Linked DNA regions of Zea mays: all the other regions are linked to region 2. The links are chromatin contacts, called in public Hi-C maps. All regions are on one chromosome and are shown on one strand. Each heading gives the region's core, a stretch centred on a gene start, on an enhancer-like site or on the middle of the called end of the contact. The rest is flanking DNA. Distances are from core to core; before and after follow the strand shown.

Region 1 (3,368 bases), core at 67-2,566, 530 kb after region 2:
AAGGGCGGAAGACACTGAGTGAAGCTATCTAAGCATTAGAACATCATGCTCAGATGTTTTTATTATTAAATATAAATTGTGTGTATATATATATATATATATATATATATATATATATATATATATATATATATATATATATATATATATATATATATATATATATATATATATATATATATATATATACGTTTTTTGTAAAATAAAAAATATACTCGTGTCGGGTCCGGCCAGCACTACCGGACAAGGCTACAACCCAAGCACGACACGATGTTCTTGGTTCTTGCAACCATTATGTCGTTTTTGAGACCACATTGGTGCAATGGACTCCATGGTGTTTGAGGTTGCTGAATTGGACGGAGCAACAATGATTTGTCACACTAACAGTAAAAGGAAAGGTTATTTATTGGTTTTAAACGTTAGTAATTGCTACGATGTACCATAATTTATATGGAGCGCGTTCAGTTTTTATTGATGCCTGACTTTAGTTGTCACTCCATATTTTTATCTATCTTTTTTATAAGTTTGAGTTCATGTGACTTATTTTAGAATCTTGAGCTCACAAAATTTCTCTTATTTAGTCTCTGTACCGTGAAATTATGTCATTCTATAATCTCTGTTTGTTCAATCAGTCGTTGTGAACTCTCTTCTAATCGATCACTTCATTGGCCGTGTTTAACAAGACATATTGAATGGAGTAAACAATAACATCAGTTAGTCAAATTAAAAAAAATATTATATAGAGAACGGAAACAATCAATAAAAAATCTTGAGTATGCTTTAATCTCATTCAATAATGCTGATGAATAGAGTATGTCTTTTATGATTAGACAGAGCTTGCAACAGATAAGCGTATCGGAAGAATTCACTGAAATTCGCTGAATCAACTTTGAAATTCAGTAAGAAAAAAAAAGGGACAAGCTCAGATACGCTTATGTCTTCAAAGGTTCAGAAGAAAGCACCGGACCCACCAGTGCTACTGCTTTTCGTCACAGCTTGCTACATGTCGTTGCGTTCAGAGTAATCTTTATATCATCAGCTAGTCCTTGCTCTCTGGGCTGTTTGGTACTCGTATTGCTAGCGACTGTGGCGGAGGCGTAGACGCGTAGTGATACTGTGCCGCATGACCGCATGGGCTCGTGCAGGAACCTCAGTTCTGTCTATACGCATATTGAGCCATTTGTGGAGCGTTTCATGGGCCATGTTTTCGTGTGGTGGGCTAAATTTAAGCAACAAGTCCACAAAGCATCAGCTCAACCCGAGATGGCTACGAACCTGAGAGTTTTCGTTCACCTGACCTGACGGTGGTAGCGGTAATTGCGTAGTGCAGTGGTAGCCCAGCTAGGGATGATTGAGAATTGCAGAGGCTGGGCGCGGACCGACACATACGGTGAGTCGGTGATACGGGATCTGGTTTCCGCAGCAAATTCAGGCGAGCGGCACGCGGCAGCACCAGCGAATCATCCCAGGGTTCATCTGCGGCGGCATAGTCCATTCTCGCAACACAACTGTGACAAGGTCTCATCATCTAACTAAGAAACTCATAATACGAGAAATAATTCACTTTGCCAACCAATAAAATAAATGATAATACAAGGAATATGTTGTATTCAAAATCTCCAAGTCAAGAACAATTGTTCTAAACACAATAGGTTCCTTAGAACTAAGATAACCGAAGCACTATAAACGAACTATTATGCATACCATCTTTTTATTAAAAAATGTTATATTTATATACGTAACAATAAAACTTATGTATCAAAATGCTGTATATGCAAATGCATAATAGCAAAGTGTTGAAGAAATAGGCATTTTTAGTTTTAATTTAATGTAGAAAATCACAGTGATGTATGTGACGTCATGTATGTGCATATGTGTATCACTACTCATATAAGCAGTAATTAACAATAAAATATGCACAAATACAAAGAATAGATTGTACCCTGCGGAGGGACCGAAGCTCAAGGCATCAGTGGCTTCATTCACACGAGACATCACGTGTGTATGTTCGATGTACTCGTACGCAGTCGACGTAGGCAGATGTAAGCAGTGCAGTCCCACGAACAGTCGTAACAAGAAGCACTCTCCCCTCCTCGTATATATACACGTGCAGAGGGAGACCAACGGACAGTACGACCGCCATTAGAGCTACCATTAGTAGCAGTAATGGACGGTCATCACTCTAGGCAAAATGTGCAACCGTTAGGGAGGAATATTCGGACCAAGGTTTGATCTACCACGGCCCAGCTGTGAGCGCGCGCGTGTGGTAGTCCTTCATCATTTTCTCAGCTTCTCGATAGATGCACCAATGATCCACCTATTTAAGTTGGGTGAATTGTTACTTCAACTTCCGGTATGGTACTAAAGTACTAGTACACCGTAGCATTAAAATAAGCTTCTAGTATTGACTATTATTGAATATTAATATGACTCAGGCTCACATTAATTCAACAGAAATTTCCATTGGCTATATACGGCTCTCTTATTCTTTAGGGTTCTCATGTCCTGAGGGATGCTGCATAATCTTCCTCAAATTATCAGGCCTATCGGTAACATCCTTCATCGTTGGCCTATTCACACCACTCATCTCTAAGCACTACTTCGCTAACTCTGCAATCTCAACGTTCGCACTATTCTTGATCTGTATAGTTAGTATTTTGTATCTGTGCAAGTATATAGTAGCTTTAAATTTGATGTTAAGAGTGTAAAATAAAAAAACTAAAAGATAGAGTGCACTGGATTTTTTTTTTATTATTTCTGATGCCTTGTAAAGTTCTTCAAGCCACTTAAGGTTATTGTTCTTTTATCTACTAATTCTAGCTTATAAATGCTTCTTTAACACACAATATCTGACATACGGTGTTTAGCAATCATCCAGGAAGAAAGCTAGTTATTCGTGGGTACATGGATTTTAAAGTATATATGTCTTATTTCATCTTTTAAGGTCAACGTTAATAAAATTGTGAATTGATATTCAAAAAAATATTTGCGATGCAAGGCCTATCATGTGCCTAGGAGGCCCTCATAATACTCCAGCAGCACTAATTGGTGTTTTTTTGCTCTCGAAATGAAATTGCCTGTTCCTCATCCATCAGTCTGACTGATGGGAATGAAATGTTCTCGCTTCGTGTAGCAGACTGGGAGGTGACAAAAGAATGTATTAGTATCACCATTTTTTAAACAATCACCAAATGAAACCAGGCGAACGGGATGGACCTTGCAAGGGAGGTAGAAGGGTGACATGGCTGTCGTGGCCGGTGGCCGGTGGCAGAGGTCTTCCTTTCCGGTACGCCATTTGTCTCTTTCATCTTATCCTCCCCGAAACTAGAGGAACATAATGTTGAATAATTAGACAAATTTCAGATTAA
Region 2 (3,478 bases), core at 99-2,598:
GATCCGGCACCCTCGCCTGCTCGCCCCCTGCGGGCTCGGGGCCTGGAGGCGGCTGCTCGCCCACTCCTGCGTCCTGCAGCAACTGCTCCGGCAGCGGTGGCGGCAGAGCCTGCGAGGACGAAGACGAGCACTCGCCAACCACGCTGGAGCTTGAGGACGGCTCCTCCGTCCGCTGCTTCTTACTCCGCTCGCCCGGGGGCGAGCCGCCGACGCCTGTGGCAACGGGGGCTGGGGCCCGGTCCCGGTGGCCGTCACCACCGCCTGGTGCATCAGAGCGGCACTTCATGGCCGGCGATTCGGGACAACCGTTCCCCTGGTCCCTGGAGAGATTTGTGGATGGACCTGCGATAAGCAGTGCAGATTATCACGCTTTTAGGGTGTTATTTGCAAAATAAACAGAATAACGGTAAATTTAAGATAAATAATTATACTTTAATTTATACACTATTTATCATGTGCACATGATTCTCGACATACATATCCAATAACACACCTATGAATGTATCGTGTACATGAGCCTGGCCAGCTGGAAACTGAAGTTCTGAGCATATAACCGAATGCAACTAAAAATCTTACAATAATTTGTTTTACATTCACTCGTGCGCCCTACGCTTTTGATATATAAACAACCAAAAAAAAACGCTCAAATAAAGTCAATATATGACAAGATGATGTGGTTAATCAATAAGACGGACTATATCCACAAATTACTTGTACGAGTACTTTCGAAAAGATTGAACTTGCAGATTTCATGGTGGACAGAGTTATCACAGCTGCTTTGTTATTGAGAGGTATGTCACGTGCCACGGAAGAACATTAAAGTAGGGTAAACAAAACTTTGCCTTAAAAACATTCGTTGGCTCCCTTGATGACATTTCAGCTTCAGACATCGTCATTTTTTAGGCGTTGGCTTTGATTGAAGGGGCATGAGATGAGATGTCACGAAGCTGGAGTGCAATAATCACACATTCACACGCACATCTCGTGTGCTGCTACTACAGCCGTGCAGTGCAGCGTGCAGGTGAACCGGCAGGGAAAACGCCCGTCATCATCATATTTGCGTTGCCGTTGGAAGAGGAACGCTGGATCCAGCGCAGCAAATGCAAATCGCCAGCGCCGAAGCAACCACTCGGCATTTCCGTCATATCCAAGCAGCTATCCTCGCGTCCAAAGTGCCCACGGCGCTCCCAGGCCCCAGCCGGACGCCGGACGCCGGTCGCGCTCCGCCCCAACACGAAAACCCCGAACCCTCTCCGTGGCTGTTTCTGCAACTTGGTTGGGCTTCCCATTCGTCGCGTACTCGCGTTGCCAGCCGCCTCCCTCAGTCGCTCCTCCGAAAGTCCAAACCGCGTCCGCTTCCGGCTTCCCTTGCTCCCCTGGAATTCCGCGCGACGTCGCCGTCAGTCACCCGGCAGTTCGCTCGCGCAGGTCATCGTCTCCCCGATGACCGAAACGGTTACTCCCCCTAGTCGCACCAGTCACCACCACCACCAGTCCACCACCAGCGCCGAGCAGTTAGCCAGTTGCCACTACTCCCCGCATCGCTAATTGCTCTAGGACGTGTCTCGTTAATCCTCCCCATTCCTCATACCGCCCGATCCTACCTCCCCAACCGCCAATCGCAGCCATGTCCTCTTCCTCCACCTCCTCCTGCCACGGCAGCGGGAACCCTAGCCCCCCCGCAGCGGCGGGGGCCGTGTCGGTGGCGGCGGCGGCGGCGGGCCCCGCGGCGTGGCCCAGGCGGCAGTGCCGGGACGTGTTCTGGCTGGTGGTCTTCCTCCTCCACCTGCTCGTCTTCGGCGCCGCGCTCGCGCTCTTCGGCCTCAACCGCTTCCACCAGGCCGACCGCTTCAACATCGGCCGCTACGCCAACCTCACCGCGGAGCCCTGGGGCACCCCCGCAGGCCCGCCGGACCCCGCGCCCGCGCCGCCGCCGCCCTCCGTCTACCGCTCCGAGGACCCCTCCGTGCCGCCGTCCGAGCTCACCGAGACGTACTGGAAGTACTACGGCGCCGCGGGGGCTGTCGGGGCCGCGCTCGCGTGCGCGTGGCTGGCGGCGGCGGCCTGGAGGAAGGATGGCGGCAAGGTGGTCATGCGGACCGCCGTGCACTGCCTCACGGCGTACCTCGCGGTCGTCAGCGTCCTGTGCTTCTGGGGGAAGCACTTCTTCTGGGGCGTCGCTCTGGCCGTCGGCGCCGGCCTGCACTTCCTCTACGTCATGTCTGTGCTCGATAGGTACAGCTCAGGACAACACTGTGTTCTCAATTTGTCTGTAAAGATTGCCTACTCCATCTCATTTCAGACGAACTTGGACTCTAGTGAATGTTGGTCTGATGCCGACACCGAGAAGGCCAGCGAATTTCTGCGATTAAGATGCAAATTCGAACAATATCCATTTGCAGCTGAATGCAAATATGCACAATCTCACATATAACTGCATGAAGATCCCGCTAGGAGGTTGATTCATGTCTCTATCAAGGCTCCTTTCAGAGAGTTGTCTGCACGTGTTGCATAGCTGTGGTTGCACTCGTGTGCCATAACGCTAATCTTCTTTGCTTCCTTGATTGATATGGTTTTTTTAACGTGTGAGTCAAAGCGTCACATATGTTAGCATAGATTTGTGCCACTTTTTACATATTGTGATCACATCTTTGAGATAAATCAACCAGTTGTTTGAAGTTGGGAACTGATAAGTGCACTTTAAGCTATAATTTGTTATGTTTTTTTTTGTAATCTGGTTTAGACTACTGGTGTCCACGGTGCACTGTCAGATGCATTTTAATGGCAGACTACTGAACAGTTAGTGCTACAGATGTAGTAACTGGTAGAATTTGACAAACAATGTTCTAAAACTGGACATTTGGTACATTGTATCTGTTTTGCCACTCAGCAAATAGTCACTATTATGTGTCGTAGGAAGTCTGATGTTGTGGCCTATCAGTAATATGTGATCAGTGGTCATGCTCCTTGTGCTCCCTAGTAGATTGCTTTTGAAAAAAAACGTTATATGAAATGGAGGTGGAGCCATAGTATCTATTCCTGAAACCTTATGACCTCACCTGATTTGCTTTTTCTAAAAAAATGAGCAATTCTCTGCTGGATTTCCAGTTAAAGAAAGTCATGTATGGCAGGCCTATATATAAAAAAACTCAACCTTCAAGGGTAAGACAACCTCAGAGTTTTTTTTTTTGCTAAGATCTTCTCATGTAGGTCGAGAAATTCTCGAATCCCTAACCCGCACATACAAAGCGGCCCCGTATATGCTTTAGGGCGTGAGACTAGGAAAGGGATTTTTATCCACAACCTAAAATTTGCTCCCACTGAGAGTCGAACCTGGATGGTAGGTCTATCACCAACACTCCAACAGGGCACATGTGCGTGACCCATGCCTGTGACAGTCAGTTGCAGCAGTGTAAATAGCTCTTAGGAGCAAAGTATATTATCTTCATCTAGCCGAGCCTATTCTTCTTCATTTTGT
Region 3 (3,728 bases), core at 935-3,434, 680 kb after region 2:
GACGAGTCTTGAGTCGAGTCTGCCATTTTATTTTTATCGACTCGATAACCGAAACCATATGTACACAAGTTTAATGCTGTTTTGTTATAGTGTTGGGCGTTATCTGTGCCACATCGGCGATCGACGACACGCCCGCGCAAACAAAATCAGTACGTACATGTTTATTATTGCACATCATAAAGCACAAGCACACGTGGACGACACCCCATTAGCACGTAAATAAACTAACTAGCACCAAAACGCACCTACTAGTAAGCAACACACATGACAAGGTAACATTAGCACAGGTTCGTTATTATTGCACGACAATCACTCAGAACTCGGCCGCCGCCGTCGCCGGCGGCAAGTACGCGGCGGCGGGGTCCGTGACAGCATCGGAAGTCAGCGAGGACGAGGACGACGACATGGAGGAGTTGACCATGTTCAGTATGCTGCTCCAGTAGCCCTTGTCCTCTTCCTCCTGCTGCTGCTCACAGACGCTGGCGTCCGTCGACGAGGCCGCGAACCCCTTCTCCGCGCCGGCGACGGAGCAGCCGAGAAGGACGCCTGCAAGGAAGCCTGGCGCGGCGTCGGCGGCGGCCGCGGCAGTGTCAGCGAAGCGCTGTTGCTGCTCCGCCCCGAACGCCTCTGCGTAAGCGCGTGGCGTCAGGGCGTGGGTGTCGTGCGCCGCACTGGCGAACAGCACGCTCTCGGAGAAGCTCAGAGTCGATGTCGGCGACTCGAGCCCGCTAAACGCGGGGCCCGGCCCGGGCCCTGGCGGCGGCGGCGGCGAGGAAAGGGCACGCAGCCTGGCCTCGCGCGCCAGACGCGCCTCGGCCTCGAGGCGCGCGCTCTCCCACTGCGCCGTGTGGCTGAGGTGCGCGGCGGCCCTGTAGCGCGCTCCAGAGTTGTTGCCGGCGCCAGAGGAGCCTCCCACGACGTCGGCGCGGGCCTTGTGCGTGACGGGGTCGATGCCCATCTTGGCGAGCCGCTTCTTGAGGTGCGTGTTCCAGTAGTTCTTGATCTCGTTGTCCGTGCGCTTGGGCAGGTGCGTCGCGATCGACGACCACCTGCGGGTTGCGCGAGGGCATGTCATTGTCAGTCATTTTTTTTTCACCTCTGATGAAGCAAGCAATGTTACTAGTAACTCGAACAGTAAAGAAGGTTTGGCGTAATGGTTAGAGGCGTGTAGGGGGGGTGCATTGAAGGAGCTCGTGGTGGAGTAGGACGGACAGCAATGATGGGGGCGTGGCGAGGTCAACATGGCATGGCCAGGGCGACAAGCGGGCGGTGACGATGGTCCAACGCCCTGACATGGATGGCGAGGCACAGCGAGGCAAGCGGGCTCGCGCCAACATTAATGACAAACGTGACAAGACCAATAAACTGGCCCCGTGCGATGCGAGTACTCTACTCTTTTTGCCACACCTCAGTTTCACCCATGCACGTTGTTACAGACAAGATGTATAGTACTCCTTTTGCCACGCCGGCCTCAGTTTCACTCACGACATTCCTGCCGACGCGAGCACGAGGCACACGCGAGCTGTGCTGTGTCATGCATGGCAAAGCGAAACAAGTGCATGATGATGAAGAATGATCACCTGTTGCCGAGGAGAGCGTGGAGCTGGATGATGGTCTGCTCCTCCTGCAGCGTGAACTTGCCCCGCTTGATGTCCGGCCGCAGGTAGTTGGTCCACCGGAGCCGGCAGCTCTTGCCGCACCGCCGCAGACCTGCAGAGAGACGCACACGCATAGATGAGCATTATATTCTGCTGGATGGCAAATATAATAAAACGAATGGAATGCGAAGAAAACGTGAGGTCGATGGATATATCGTCGAGCTCCGTCGTCGGATCCTCACCGGCCTTGGCCGGCAGCGAGCGCCAGCAGCCGTGTCCGTGCTGCTCGATGAAGGCCAGCAGTTTCTGGTCCTCCTCGGACGTCCACGGCCCCTTCTTCAGCCCGGCCTCCTTCTCGCAGCACGGCGACCGCCCCATCGCAGCGCCGCGCGCGGCGACCACAGGAGCGAGAAGGACGGCAGGGACACGCAGCTCGCCCAGAGGTAGACGATAGCTCCTCTCCAGTCAGTCGATCTAGCTAGTGACAAGGGAATGAAGTGACCTGGTCGGTGTCGCTAGCTAGCGGCATAAATAGAGCGGGGGCCGGGGCGTGCCGCGTGCGCGGTGCCCTAGCTACTAGCTGGGGCCTGGGCGACTTCCCGTACGTGCGTGCAGCCGAGACCGAGAGTACCCCAGTAGTAGTACTGACTGAGTGACTGACCAGTGCGGCAGTGCGCCAGCGCCGGCCGGGTTGGCGAGAATCTTCCTGGCTTTCCGTGCGGCCACGGCCAAGGGTGGCCCAGACGTCAGGCGGCGCACCCCGCTTTTCCCGTCCCCCCCTCGTCATGCGCGCTGCACGTGCGCCACCGTTGGGCCGCCGGGCGGCCGACCGAGGCCCGGGTGCCAGCAAACGAACCAAAGGTACGTGGTGGTACGTCTCCGGCAGATAGATGGCGACAGCGGTTGGTGCGCGGCTGGCCGGCCGGCTTGGTTCGCCGCGGGCTACGGGAGAGCGCGGCGGCTACCCAGCAGGGTCGCCGTCGTCGTACTCGTACAGATGGATAGTGACGGCGCGCCGGCCGAGCTGCGTGTTCATGCATGCGCTTAAACTCCCATGGCTCTCGCCCGTGCCGCATTCTCCGGTCGTCGTCTCCTGGCCGCGTCGGGCGCCGTGCTGCTGCTGCTGCCTAGCTTAGTAGCAGGTTTTTTAAATTTTCCTGGCGGTACGAATCCGGATGTTTGACTGCATCTGGCGCGAGCTCATCTTGAGTGGCTGCCGGAGCATCCACAGCTGAGAATTGAGATGCATGTTGGTCTGGGGCAGTTTACTGTGCCTGGCAGTGGCAGTGGCAGGCGGCAGCGTCCTGCTCCTGCTCCGCTCTTCATCTGGCCCTACACTGTTCCGGGCGCGCGGGAGTTATGGTGAAGCCGATTGCCGCTTGCAGGTGAAAAGGACGCGCGCCGTGTCGCTGCGCAATTGATCTGACCCTCTCGGCATTTTCAGCAACTCGTTCCGCTCTGCTCCTCGGTTTCTGATGAAGAGATGAGGGGAAGGATGCCTTTCCCTGCTCTCTGAATCCTGAAAGCACAACTGTCTGAGCAGCGTTCTTTTCCTCTGTTGTTATATATGGAAAAAACAAAGAAAGGCAAAAAGAAGAAAAAAAACTCTGAGGTCAGAACTTTGCAGATGGAGTAGGACTGTAGGAGGCCTCTGTGAAAACTATGCCCAGTTACAATACAACGCATACAGTGGAGCCATGGTAGGAACAGTGGATCAGTTAGGCCATTAATTGTGCGGTTTCCATGGCAAATTGCCACAGGACCACCACCCTGTCCCTGTGGAGTGTAAACAGATCTGTCCGGAAGCCCATGTGCATTCCTACTCCTACCCAAGGAATTACCGACCGGTCTCAGTTTCGTTTCTGGGTTTTCGACGGTCGTCAGCGTGGAAGACATGCACATACCCAAAAAGAATTGCCATCTCTAGTCTAGTCTATCCCCTCAGAATTCTACTCAGCGGACATCTAAACCTTTGCTTGTACATATGAAAGCAGAAATAACGAAGATTAGTAGTAGAAGTTCTGTTCCGAAATCCCATGCATGCATGCGTAACAGACTAGCTGTCAGCGTGATCATAAACCCATGAGCGACCTAGCCGCCGATGGCGACGCGACGGTCAGCGTCACGCCG

The links. Hi-C and Micro-C count contacts between places; a contact is called where the count stands out from the background.
Region 1: a contact with region 2 is called in a Hi-C map of tassel, with 2.6 times the contacts expected there. The contact joins the enhancer-like site here to the promoter of LOC100276884 in region 2. A contact is called at or near these places in 2 of 25 Hi-C or Micro-C datasets (ear and tassel).
Region 3: a contact with region 2 is called in a Hi-C map of tassel, with 2.7 times the contacts expected there. The contact joins the promoter of LOC100279555 here to the promoter of LOC100276884 in region 2. A contact is called at or near these places in 2 of 25 Hi-C or Micro-C datasets (ear and tassel).

Annotation. Positions count from the first base shown.
Region 1 is chr5:180,447,354-180,450,721 of Zm-B73-REFERENCE-NAM-5.0, reverse strand. No RefSeq gene overlaps it. Among protein-coding and RNA genes, the nearest start is that of LOC100383655, 7.2 kb to the left of the region's middle. Within about 2 kb of position 1,316, at least 18 of the 20 cell types and tissues checked have an H3K27ac peak or open chromatin away from gene starts, as enhancers often do. A contact at or near this core is called in ear and tassel, where this site is marked.
Region 2 is chr5:180,981,230-180,984,707 of Zm-B73-REFERENCE-NAM-5.0, reverse strand. LOC100276884 reads left to right here and starts at 1,348. Exons shown (of 6, transcript NM_001360707.1): 1 at 1,348-2,235. The coding sequence starts at 1,628. It overlaps LOC100283034 (F-box protein GID2), which reads right to left and starts at 361. Exons shown (of 1, transcript NM_001155936.2): 1 at 1-361. The coding sequence starts at 286.
Region 3 is chr5:180,298,503-180,302,230 of Zm-B73-REFERENCE-NAM-5.0, reverse strand. It overlaps LOC100279555, which reads right to left and starts at 2,184. Exons shown (of 3, transcript NM_001351795.1): 1 at 1,841-2,184; 2 at 1,581-1,710; 3 at 138-1,049. The coding sequence starts at 1,976. The coding sequence ends at 314.